Linked DNA regions of Zea mays: region 1 is linked to region 2. The links are chromatin contacts, called in public Hi-C maps. All regions are on one chromosome and are shown on one strand. The core of a region is the stretch at or near the end of the contact, and the rest is flanking DNA. Distances in the headings are between cores, read along the strand shown. Region 1 holds the start of LOC100284845 (F-box domain containing protein). Region 2 holds the start of LOC103647073 (polyubiquitin).

Region 1 (6,090 bases), core at 829-3,328, 180 kb before region 2:
GCTTCAACAGCTTCACCATTGCCCGTCCATGGAACTAATGCCCACACTAGCCGGCCAACAAATCTTGTGACACCAGATTTCTTTGCGCCTCCACCATCCTCTTCAGCTCCACTGGCTCCGCCGGGTGCATCTGTGGTTCCTACTGCGCCACCTCTTCATCCCACTTCGGCGGCATCTATTCAACGTTCTCAGTATGGCACCCCACTGCTCCAGCCCTTTCCACCGCCCACTCCACCTCCTTCCCTTAACCCCTCACACAGTGATAGACTTACTGTTACAAGGGATAGAGTCAAAGACGCTCTACAGAGACTTGTTCAGGTAAAAATTGTCCACACTGAAAACATACAGGGTACAACTGTTTTGGATCGGTATCATCATTTTCTCTAACTCTCACCAAATGCCTGACAGAGCGACGAGTTCGTTGATCTGGTGTGCCGGGAATTGCAGAGATCACTTGTATAGGCTGCTTGCTTAGTCTTGTCGGGAGTTTTCTGGCTCGTGGCAAGAATGTGCCTGTAATTTTCCTTTGACTTTTTTGCATGCTTCCCTTCCCGTACTATTGTATAGGTTTGTGTTAGTGTATTGGTGTAGAGTACTATAGGAATGGTTGGTAGTATCTGTGGGGTCCCTTGGTTCCAAATATCCGTGTTGGCAGTGTGAGAAGCGGAAGTAAAACTAGCCTGTTCAAGAACGTTGGAATTTGATGTGCTTTGGCGTGGACAAATTACAGCACTGAGATTCTAGAAGTTTTTTTTTAATTCTTATTAACTTCGCTTTCTGGAAAAGGAGAAAAAAAGAGAGATATGATGCTGACTTTCCCTGTTGTTTGACAGGCGACCGTATAACCTACAACCCAATCATATTCACATTCCCTGAACTACACTGTACATGTCAACGGCACTCTCTAGTGGTTGTGGTGTTCGCGATGCCCGAATGCCCGGGCGGGCCGAATCGGACGAGTTCACCGGAACGTGAGCATGACCAGGAAGCCGAGGAAGGCGGCGGCGCCGACGCCAGAGCAGCAGAGATCAAGGATGCCCTCGCGCCTGGCCTTCGACTCCTTGCGCGCCCTTTTCCCCCTGACGAACTCCTCGTACCTGAGCCTGGCCACGTCCTCCGCCGCGCCGCGGCACCCCCGCCTGGGCGCGGCCATGGCGGCGGCGACGGCGGCCAGCCCGTCCCTGCCGCTGACGCCGGCGCCGTCGGCGTCCTCGACGCGCAGGCTGACCTCCCGGACGTGGCCGCGGCGCTCGTCGCACGTGACGGCGGCGTCGAGCGCGACGCCGCCGCCGAGCACGACGGCGAAGCGCGCCACGGTGTCCCCCGTGAGCCACTTGCGGTCGACGGCCACGGCGCGGCGGCTGGACGCGTTGAGCGCGCGGCCGGTGGCCGGGTCGAAGAGGACCCAGCTGAGCTCGAGGTCGGCCGGCGCGATCGCCGCGGCGGCCGGCGACGTGAAGCCCTCCTGCAGCAGCGCGTCGACGCGGAACGGCGCGCCCAGGAACCAGTCGGAGGCGGCGTCCGTCTCCACGACGCGCGACAGGACGCAGACCCCCGCGTGGCGCAGGTCGACGGCCGACACGAGGCGCGCGGGCAGGGGCTGCGGCGGCGTGGGAGGGGAGACCGAGCACGGGAAGGGGAAGGCGTCGGCGAAGAGCGCCCGGTGACCGCCGTCGACGCGGCCTGTGCAGGGCAGGTCGCGGACGGAGGGCCACATGGCGAAGCAGAGCGCCCGCCACGTGGCCGGGTCGGTGGCGAGGCTGCGGAGGCCGGAGCTCGCGCAGCCGACCGCCGCCAGCGACGCGCCATCCAGGCGGCGGAGCACGAGGGCGAGGACGTCCGCCGGGAGGTCCTCGATGCCCGTGCCGCCGACGTCGTCGCCGGCCGGAGAAGAGGCTTCCATCGCCCCAACACCCATGGGATGAGACGAACGATGGCCGGTGGGCGGCCGACCGGGAGACAGTAGGAGCGAGGCCGGAGAACGTGGATAGGAAAGGGGTTGTGGTGGTGGTTGCGCGGGCGCGCACGCGCGTTTCTGATGGCCTCCGGCGTCGGAGGAGGGAGGGCAGCAAGGATTTGGCTAGCTACTGGCTTGTTCGTTGGTTTATAAATGGGTATCTAGGGGGAGGGCGAGAAAGCGAGGTGTTTCTGTGCCTGTGCCCTGTGATGTGAGTGCATGCCTCGACCCACCGGTAGCAGCTGCATGGGGACGCGGCAGAGAGAGCTGACGAGAAGCCACGGCGCAGTGCATCGTGCAGGTGAAGGCAGGCGTCTAGTAGCTCGCTCTCGCTCTCGCGGTGGCCTTTGCGTTCCAGGAAAGCAAGCTCCGCGAAAAGTCCGCTACGACGGGTTTTCTTTCCGTTTTGTTTATGACACAGGACGAACTGAAGCTTCTCTTGTCTGACGATGGCGACAGCGACGGCTCCCGCCCACCATCTCACCGCGCCCGTCGTCGTTGTCGCGGGCGCGTGGGCCACGGCGAGCGTCGACCGCGGCCAATGTACGGCGCGCGCCTTTGACCGGCCGACGTGTAAATTGGGGTTGAGGGCTGACCGGCTGAGGTGGATGACGAAGCCTTCCTTCCTTCCTGCCTGCCTGCCTAGCCTACTAGTGGTACCACGTCGTGCAGTGAACCAACCAACCAACCGTGCGCGCGGTGGCCGGTGGTCTCCGGTCTGCCCGTCACGTACTCCTAACGTAACATGAGAACAGAAAGGCAAAAGCTTGTAGGTGCACGCAGCCATTGCGGGCGGCTCGGGCGTCGCCCTCTGCTACAGAAGGGTGCATTGGCGGATGCAGGGCAAGGAAGGGATCGGATTGCTCCGACCCGCCGCCCGTGAACGGCCGACCTGCCGCGGTCGAGTTTGGGATTTGGCATGTGCGTGTTTATGAGCAGCAAAGCAGTACATGAACATGCTTATTTGGTCCCCGTTCTGCCATTAATGAACAATTTTTATGGTCAGTATTGGGTTTCGTCTTTCGAATGTCTAAAAAACATAAGTTAACCATTATTTTTCGATACATCTCTAAGTATCACATGTGCTTCGGCAGTATCATCTTCAGCGGTACCCACCTTCGGAATAAATTAAGAAAATGATAAAGGCATTAGCTTTGTCATGATAATACATGAAGACGATGACAGAAGTCAAACAAGGCTGAAAGAAGGTGTTCACAAGATTTTGTTGTCAAGATGATAAAAATAGAAGTCAATACTACCCTTGTGTCGTTTGTATATCATATATACAAGTTTTGTGGACATAATTGTAATTTCACACGAAGTTGTACCTCTCCCCTATAAATGGATGAACAGTATCATGTATAGGGCACCTTTTTTTTGGAGAAAATAGAAGGAAAAGAACTCTCCCTTGTTCAGTTTCTAAGATTTACTTCGAGCTCTCATTTGTGTGAAACCGAAGGTATGCTAGTAAACGTTTATCATTTTATAAGGAATGATATTTGAGACGGATACACAGATAAGTCAAATTTATCTTTTATTATTCACACTTTCTATTACGATTAAAAGATGCACAAGTCTTCTGTTTGTTATTTCCTTCCTCCATATAACCTTCAGATCAAAGTTAAATGAAGGAAAGAACATGTAATGTGTTAACTCATGTCTTTGGCATTCCGAAGTGTCCATCACCATCTTTGTCCTAAAGCTATTATCCCGAAGAGATAATACTTTAAGGACGAAGATCCCTACTGTTTAACACTGTGTTGCCTTGTTTTTGGTTCTATACAACAATCAAAAGCAAGTGACCAATAGTCAGTTTGGTTAGGGAGCGAGGTGGGATATATTCATTCCATTCTACGTTTGGTTAGAGAACGAACAGAGCTGTCGAAGTGAAGCAACTCTAAAGGTTAGTTTGGAAACTTACATTCCCTCTGGATCATTTTCTCACTCAATCACCAGGAATCCTGGAGGGGAATTTAAGTTTCCAAACTAGCCCTAAATTAGGAATATTTCTATCAGATTCATGACAAGATCGCTCCAAAAAATAGGTGGGTCTAAACAGAAAATGGACGGATTCCACTCTGCTCTCGAAATCTGAAATGGAGCCACTGCGCTCTTGAAATAAAAAATGGAACCGCACCACTCTCGTAGAGAAAACTGACCTTTTCACCATAGTTTCATTAGGATTTGCATTATGGATCAAACTATAGAATTGAGTTAGAGATCAAACAAAAGTGCTAGAAACATAGTATGACACATATGCAACTTATCTAAGCAATCAAACCTTATGGTTTTACCCTTTTACCGAAAGTAGCACTTTCTAGCCTCCAGTTCAGTTCTTTAGGACTTAAGAACCTTCAAATTGCCTTCAAGTAGACCTGTGCTCATACTCATATCAAACTAGTTAGTCCATCGTGGTGTATTGGACACTTAATCACCAAAATAGGTAGAAATGGCTATATAACATATTTCCCTTTCAATGCGGAGCACCCTCGTCTACTGCGATAACATCAGCACCATCTACCTCTATAGCAACCCCATCCAACATCCGCTAATGAAGCATGTGGAGATTGATCTCCACTTCATTCGAGAGAAGGTCGCCATCGGTCATGTCCATGCCCTCCATATCCCAATGACATCACAGTTCATGAACATCTTCATGAAGGGCCTCCCCTCTACGGTGTTTTTGGAGTTTCAGTCCAGTCTCAACATCTGTTGTGGCTAGAGCTTCGACTACAGGGGTGTTAGAATTTGATGTATATGTATTAAGGTGGGCTGGGACATCTTTCTGCGTAAGGTCCTATGGTCGCGCCTGGCACCTAGTGTTGCCGCATCTCCCTCTTAGCCAACACTTAGGTTTCTCCCTGGGGGCTGCTGCCCCTATATATGTAACCCCTTTTGCATATCAATCAATCATCTAATTCTACACCATATCTCTCTAACAATTAGGTTAACATGTCCTAGTGTCATGACTCACATCATATGTGCTTGACATATCATCGGTAGTGACGGTGGCCTAGCACTAAAGCGGCGCCGAGCTCGATGCCACAATTTCCTCTAGTTCAATCTCCCGTTTGTCTCTCATGTGCACTCTCCACGTAGATGGCCGTCTCGTCGGGGCCCTGCCCGCACTCACCACATACTTTTAGAGATGTATTAGGAAACAATGGTTAATTAGTGTTTTGAGGACCTTCTAAGGACGAAGGCCCCCAACACTTACCTTCTTGGTGGGTTGACACCGGATGCACACACCATACATGTCGACGCCTATGTGTGTGCACATGTGAGAATCGCCAGAGAGGGCGACACGCCAAAAACGCTTGATGGCGTCGTCGTCGCCGTGGTCGTGAAGAGACCCACACATGCTGGTTGCCATATTAGGGCTTGTTCGGTTAGAGGTGGATTGAGAGTGATTGGAGGGGATTAAATCACCTTCTATTCAAATTTGAATAGGATGGGATTTAGGTACTGTTTGGAAGAGCTCTATTTCAAGAATTTCAAGTCTATTTCAGCTTCTTCTATCAAACAGGTCTAGCTCCACGAGCTCTACATTAAAAAACTGAAACTAGAGAACAGTTTCATGAAATTTTCGAAGCTCCTCAAATGGTGCTTCAAAAATTAATTGGATTTATTACAAAAGTTATAGTCTATGTGCAAGCCTTTAATCTGTTGAAGTTATTTAATGGTGAAGCTGAAAAACCGAAACTGCAATTTTTAAAGTGAAACCTTCCCAAACAGGACCTTAATCCCCTCAATCTAACTCAAACCCAACAGGGTAGCTAGTATGTTCGTGGGCCGATCACTCACAGACACAGGAAGGTGCGTGTGCGTAACGAGCGATCGGTTGCACATCGCCTCCGAGCGTTCTTTTAGGAAGGGAACCATTCTATCATTTTCATCTACCTGTACTATAATAATATTGTTACTCAAGTTCAGCCTCAAGCTATTGTTCTAGAGCCCACTTGTGATGCTCATGTGTACCCCTCCCTTTGTTTCTGATTGTGACTAGATTAATATATATATATATATATATAATAATAATATGAGCAATAGAGGGGCTGTTCGATTCAAATCAAAACTGGAAAAGGATACGCTATTGCATATCCCTTAACCTGACAACAAGTAAACAAAAGTTT
Region 2 (5,661 bases), core at 407-2,906:
CTAAGAGAACCGATGTGATCACATCGAGTTAGTTCCAGCCTATGTTAGTGCTTTTGGTTCGCTCAACTTCTCCAAAAGGCAGGGAGGCATGTGTTGAGCACCATTTGTGGCAGTGGACAGGGCTGGACGGTCCGCCCATAGGTGCGAACGGTCCGAATAGATTGAATCAGGCGGTTAAAACTCCAATCTCCTCGCGTGTTTAGCCCTCTAATCCCACGTGAGTTGTTGGAGAACTCCTAGGAACGGGTTTAGACCTCCCCCCTTATATATTTGAAGCGGTATGGCCAATTGAACAACCAACAATAGATCAAACAATAAAATTATCTTCCGTTCTTTACTTTTTGCCCTAAGAGTATACAATAACTTAGATTCCTCTCTCTAATCTTCACCTCTCTCCGGCTCTACGTCGTTTAGAGGCGTCTTGGGTGGCCTGCCGATCCCAAGACAAACCCTAGGATCTCTCCTCCACAATGGGATCCCTCCAGGGAGCGAGATCCTAGCGCTGTTCGGTGAACTCCGCCGCCCCTATGCATGCGCGGACCGTCCGGCTCGTCAGACAGAAACCCTAGCTCTGGCGCCAGGTCGCGGACCGTCCGGCCCTCGGCCTCGGACCGTCTGCACCTTCGTAGAGGGCACCGCAACTGATATTCATCGATGTGATTGGCGCGCGGATCGGCACCAACAAGAAGGTGAGGACGAGAGATATTGCGTTAATAGGGTGATTAACAGGGGTATAATTGTAATGTACCAAGGCCAGGCTAATGGTGGCGTAATTCGGCGAGAGGCACTCGTATTTGTGGGGTATTTTAGCTATTGACAATGTTAGTGGGGTATTTTATTGAGAAGCAACATATAAGAACCCAAATAAGCAATTTTGCCCACAACCGCCCACTAGTTGTCCGAACCTGCCTGACCGGCGACCAAACCGACTCCACCGCCAAACCATCGCCGCCTTAAAACCCTCCCTCTAAGCTAGTGAATAATGGAACCCAACCCGAAATCCTAACCTTATGCCCCGCCGGCATCAACCACCACCCCGCCTGGAGGCGACTTTGCCATCGGCTGCTCCCCCACATTCCGCCTGCTCTCTAGGCTCGGCTCCTCGGCGACGACAATGAGGGCTGGAAGAGGAATACGAAGTGGAGTGGGCCACGACTAGCAGGCCAAAGGTAGACCAGGCTCGGTCGCGCGCTCATCTTAACACGTGGCGTGCGGGTTGGAGTTTTCCTTTTGGATATTACGTACTCTCTTTATTCCAAATTAAAATTCGTTTTAGTCTTTTATTGGATCTATACAATAACAAGTGTATCTGTTTTATAAATATGTCTAGATTTATTATCATTTATTTAAATATAGTAGATAAAAAAAGCAAATGGTAAAACGAACTCTATTATGTAACGGAGTATTTGAGAATATGTGTATGGAGAGACGCCACCCCGGCCTGGCCCATATCCAATTAAATAATGAGCGTCGAAGTCAGCCAGCAGCCCAGCACGATGGACTATATATTAAATGTGAGTGCTAGTTTTCCTTTTGGATATTACGTACATGAAAATATGTGTATGGAGAGACGCCGCCCCGGCCTGGCCCATATCCAAACAGCCAGCAGCCCAGCACGATCGACTATAAAATGCATCTTATCACCAACCCTAGCTAAGTCATCGCCCGTCCACTTCAATTTCCATCTCTCTGGGCACTCCGGCGGAACGAAGAACGCCCACGGATCCGAGGAACAAGCCGTCTTTGTGGGCTTTAGGTATACGAGGTAGCTCTAATCTCTATACTAGCAGTCTTATTCGTATTTGTGGTACCGGTGTCCGGTGATCTCTCTATATATAGCAAGCGTAGTGTCAGTGTCACTGTGTCAGGTAGTAGGATTACTGGAGTATTGGCTGGAATCTGTGTCTCGTCTCAAATGATTCGTTGTGAGGACTCTCAATTTATCTTCTTCTACAACCTGTTTGAGTTGTTGTTTTTTTGGATATTAATTGTTCTATAGCCTAAACAGAAGAAAGATGAAAGGGTCTTCTGTTGAATTCAGTTGCTGGTTCATACGAAGGGCTGCATTGCTGCAAATTTTGTTTTCCAATTAGATCGATGCATTCTGGCTGGCAAGTAGAAAGTGTATTCAGCAAAAATGTGAACTAACACATTCAGTTTCTCTCTTCAATGTGAGCCATGTTATTTTTAAGGTGGTGCCTATTGGAAATGTTGGCGCTTTTTGTGCATTGTTGTATAGCTCAAATAATTAAAAGTTGTATCAAAGCATTCTTTTTGTCTACATTAAAACAACTGATGATGTTTGGTGGGTGTGCTCATTCAGAATGCAGATCTTCGTGAGGAGCCCCAGCGGCAAGATGATTTGCCTCAGGGTCCAACCTGACGATACCTTGCATACAGTTAAGAAAAAGATTTTAGAAAAATACCACCTTGTCTTTGAAGGAGTGCAGATGGAGGATAACCTCACACTGGCTGATTATAACATCCAGCATCAATCCACGCTTGACCTCCAAGAAAAGATGCAAATCTATGTGAAGGAGACGCTAAAAGGCCTAACCATCACTCTTGATGTTGATAGCTTAGATACTATTGACATCATAAAGGACAAGATTGAATACAACGAGGGATTTCCCAAGGGTCGGCAATGCCTCATCTTTGGCGACGAACAGCTAGAGGGCAAGTACACCTTGGCGGACTACAACATTTGCAACGAGTCCACGCTTCTCCTTGTCATCCACCCATGTACAAGTACAAGTGACGCAATGCAGATCTTTGTGAAGATGCAAAACGGAAAGACCACCACTGTTAGGGTCGACAGCTCAGATACCGTCAACAGTATCACGGTGAAGATCTATGAAATGGAGGGCATCCCACCCCTAGAACAGCGCATCATCTTTCGCGGCAGGCGTCTTGAGGGCAGACGCACCCTGGCGGACTACGGCATCCAGAAGGAGGAAACCCTCCATCTGATGCTTTGCCTTTGTGGCTGGTGATGAGACTGATGCCATGCATGCATGCATGGTCATTCAATATTACTACTAGTGGTTTGTTATCAGTAAAAAGTATCATTAATTATAGGGATGCCGTGTCATTTAGCTAAAGGTCTTTCTTACCAGGAGAGTTCTGTCATCAGTAAAAGTTTTTATTGTGGTACGTCAGTGTGTGACATCTTATATCAAGAGTTTTTTTTTATTTACAAATATAGCTAGTCAGCAGCTTCAACTTGCGCGTGTCTCCAAGCATGCAGCGCCATTTTTTAACGTGCGTGACACGTTTCTATTAAGAGACAATTCCTTTGAAGCCATTATAAAAGATATGAGACGAACCACTCAAAAATTTGTCACTGCTTCGGTGCCATTAGAAAGCAATTTTTTATCCTTAAGCGCCGCTGTTGTTAGCTTTGTTACCCAAAGGTGTCGTTATGTCCTGTTAAGTGTGCCTAAATGGCGATTTTGCCCTTGCGACTTAAACACAACTCAATTCTCTCCTCCCCTCAGTTCTCCCCCCTCCTCTCCCCCGAACACAGCTTTCCCTTCTGAAATCCTAGACCACGGCGGCGCCCACTCCACACTCAATCCCTAGACCATGTGCGATTAGATCTTGGACATGGATCCATGGAAGAGGAATGGAGGCCGGAATGGCGAGGGAGAACGACACCGGCGAAGGTAGACAAGCGTCCTTCATGGCTTCCCGATGGGTATGTTCTCCAACTCTTGTTCCTGCTCTTGTCTCTACCATTTTGCTGTTTTTCGGGAAGGACATGTTGGAGAAGGACACACTAGAGAAGGACACACCATTTAGCTGTAGCCTGCGTTGTTGGTGACCCAAATTACTTTGTGTTTATCTATAGGATGGACCCGGAAAGTTCCTTCAAACTAGAATTTAGGATAATTGCCACAAATGCACGATTTGCATGTTTCTGCATACTTAGGTTGTTGACTTTGATACTACCAATTTCGAAGATATTTGGACGAAATGTTGAGGAAGTACCCATGTTCTTATGGAGAAGTAGCCAAACTATATTACTACTCTGTTCAATCGAAGCAAACATTGAGGTGTCAATGACCAAAACCTACTTAAAATGTTCCAGAAACATGCATTTAGTAAGACCTGTTATATGTCCATTGCTCGTCATCATCCTAGTGCTAACCCTCCAGACATACCACTATGCTAGTGATTATACCCAACAGTCTGATGCTTCCACTCAACCAAAGGTATCCACTGACTTTGATGAGAAATACCTACAAAACCCTAAACCAAAAAATGAGCATGTAGGTGTTGATGAAGGGGGTTTGTTATTGATCTTGGACAAATGCATCAGTCAAAAGCAGACTAAGATGAGGACTATGTACCTAGAACTGATTCTGATGATGAATCTAATGGATCTAGTGTATATGATGAGGATGAAATGGTGAAAGATAGTGTTCCTCCTCACATGCCAGAAGTAGTGTATGACAAGTCTGACCCACATATGGAAGTAGGCAGCATATATGAAAACATGAATGCATTTATGTCAGCTTTAATTACTCATTCAATCAAAAAAGAGTTTGAGTATAACATTGAGAAGAGTGAACCATGGAGGTACCAGGCCTATTGTAGTGGGAGGATTGACGGGTGTAAGTGGAGGATTCATGCTTCTACAATGGGTGATAATGTTATAGTGAAGGTAAGTTGTGTATTATGTATCCTTTTTGTAGTTGTAGATTTTTTTGAAGTTTACTGGTTGTATATGTTGTAAGTGTAGGTGAAGAGGAACCCATACGGTCATGACTATAAAAGCACTAGGAGAAATGAGAAGGTGAAGCGTGTTACCAAGCACTGGGTTGCAGATAAGGTGAAAGATTGGTTAATAGACAATCCAAAGTTAGGACCACAGGCTTTACAAGGGAAGTTAAAGGATAAATTCAAGGTACTAGTGCCCTACAATAGGGTTTACCATGGGAAAGAAGTAGCCATGACTCAGTTGTTTGGTGATTGCGATAAGACTTTTGATAACCTATATAGGTTCAAGAAACAAATAGAAGAATCATCTCCTCGTAGTTCAGTTGTCATTGATCATCACACAATCAATAACAAGATAAGGTTCTAGAGGCTCTTTTTGCAATGAAACCATGCATTCTTGGATTTTTGCAAGGATGTAGGCCTTATTTAGATATGGACAACACATTTGTAATAGGAAAGTTTAGGGGCTATTTATGTGTAGCTTGTGCAATGGATGGCCATAACAGGATGTATCCAGTTGCTATAGGTGTTTTGGACTTAGAGACCAATGAAAATTAGACTTGGTTTTTCAGAATGGCTCGCTATTCTAGCGAAGGGAAGGTGTTTTTTCGAACCTTCGGCTAAAGGCCTTCGTTCATTTCACAGTCTAAATTTGTTAAAAGGAAAAAACTAATACGACGAGGGGCTACTGTTGGGGCATTCGTCTTCCGAAGGTCCTCAAAAACATGACTAACTATTTGTTTTTAGCATACTATTAAGTATTACATGGGCTTCGTTACCAGGAAAGCTTCAACATAACTCGAGGGAAGTACGACGAAGCAAGCTTCGTCACGATGAAGCAAGAAGGCAACGAAGGGAGAAGGTGTTGTTCAAGTTATTGAATATAAATGACGACACTATCCCTGTGACATTTGTAAACCTTGTATGTAATTGTTAAGG

The links. Hi-C and Micro-C count contacts between places; a contact is called where the count stands out from the background.
Region 1: a contact with region 2 is called in a Hi-C map of tassel, with 4 times the contacts expected there. The contact joins the promoter of LOC100284845 here to the promoter of LOC103647073 in region 2. A contact is called at or near these places in 6 of 25 Hi-C or Micro-C datasets (bundle sheath, ear, endosperm and 2 more).

What each region holds. Positions count from the first base shown.
Region 1 is chr2:147,298,775-147,304,864 of Zm-B73-REFERENCE-NAM-5.0, reverse strand. It overlaps LOC100284845 (F-box domain containing protein), which reads right to left and starts at 2,078. Exons shown (of 1, transcript NM_001157740.2): 1 at 323-2,078. The coding sequence starts at 1,918. The coding sequence ends at 962. LOC100279265 (Dcp1-like decapping family) reads left to right here. Exons shown (of 8, transcript NM_001152286.1): 7 at 1-318; 8 at 409-778. The coding sequence ends at 462.
Region 2 is chr2:147,114,225-147,119,885 of Zm-B73-REFERENCE-NAM-5.0, reverse strand. It overlaps LOC103647073 (polyubiquitin), which reads left to right and starts at 1,656. Exons shown (of 2, transcript XM_008671635.4): 1 at 1,656-1,756; 2 at 2,324-3,154. The coding sequence starts at 2,325. The coding sequence ends at 2,993.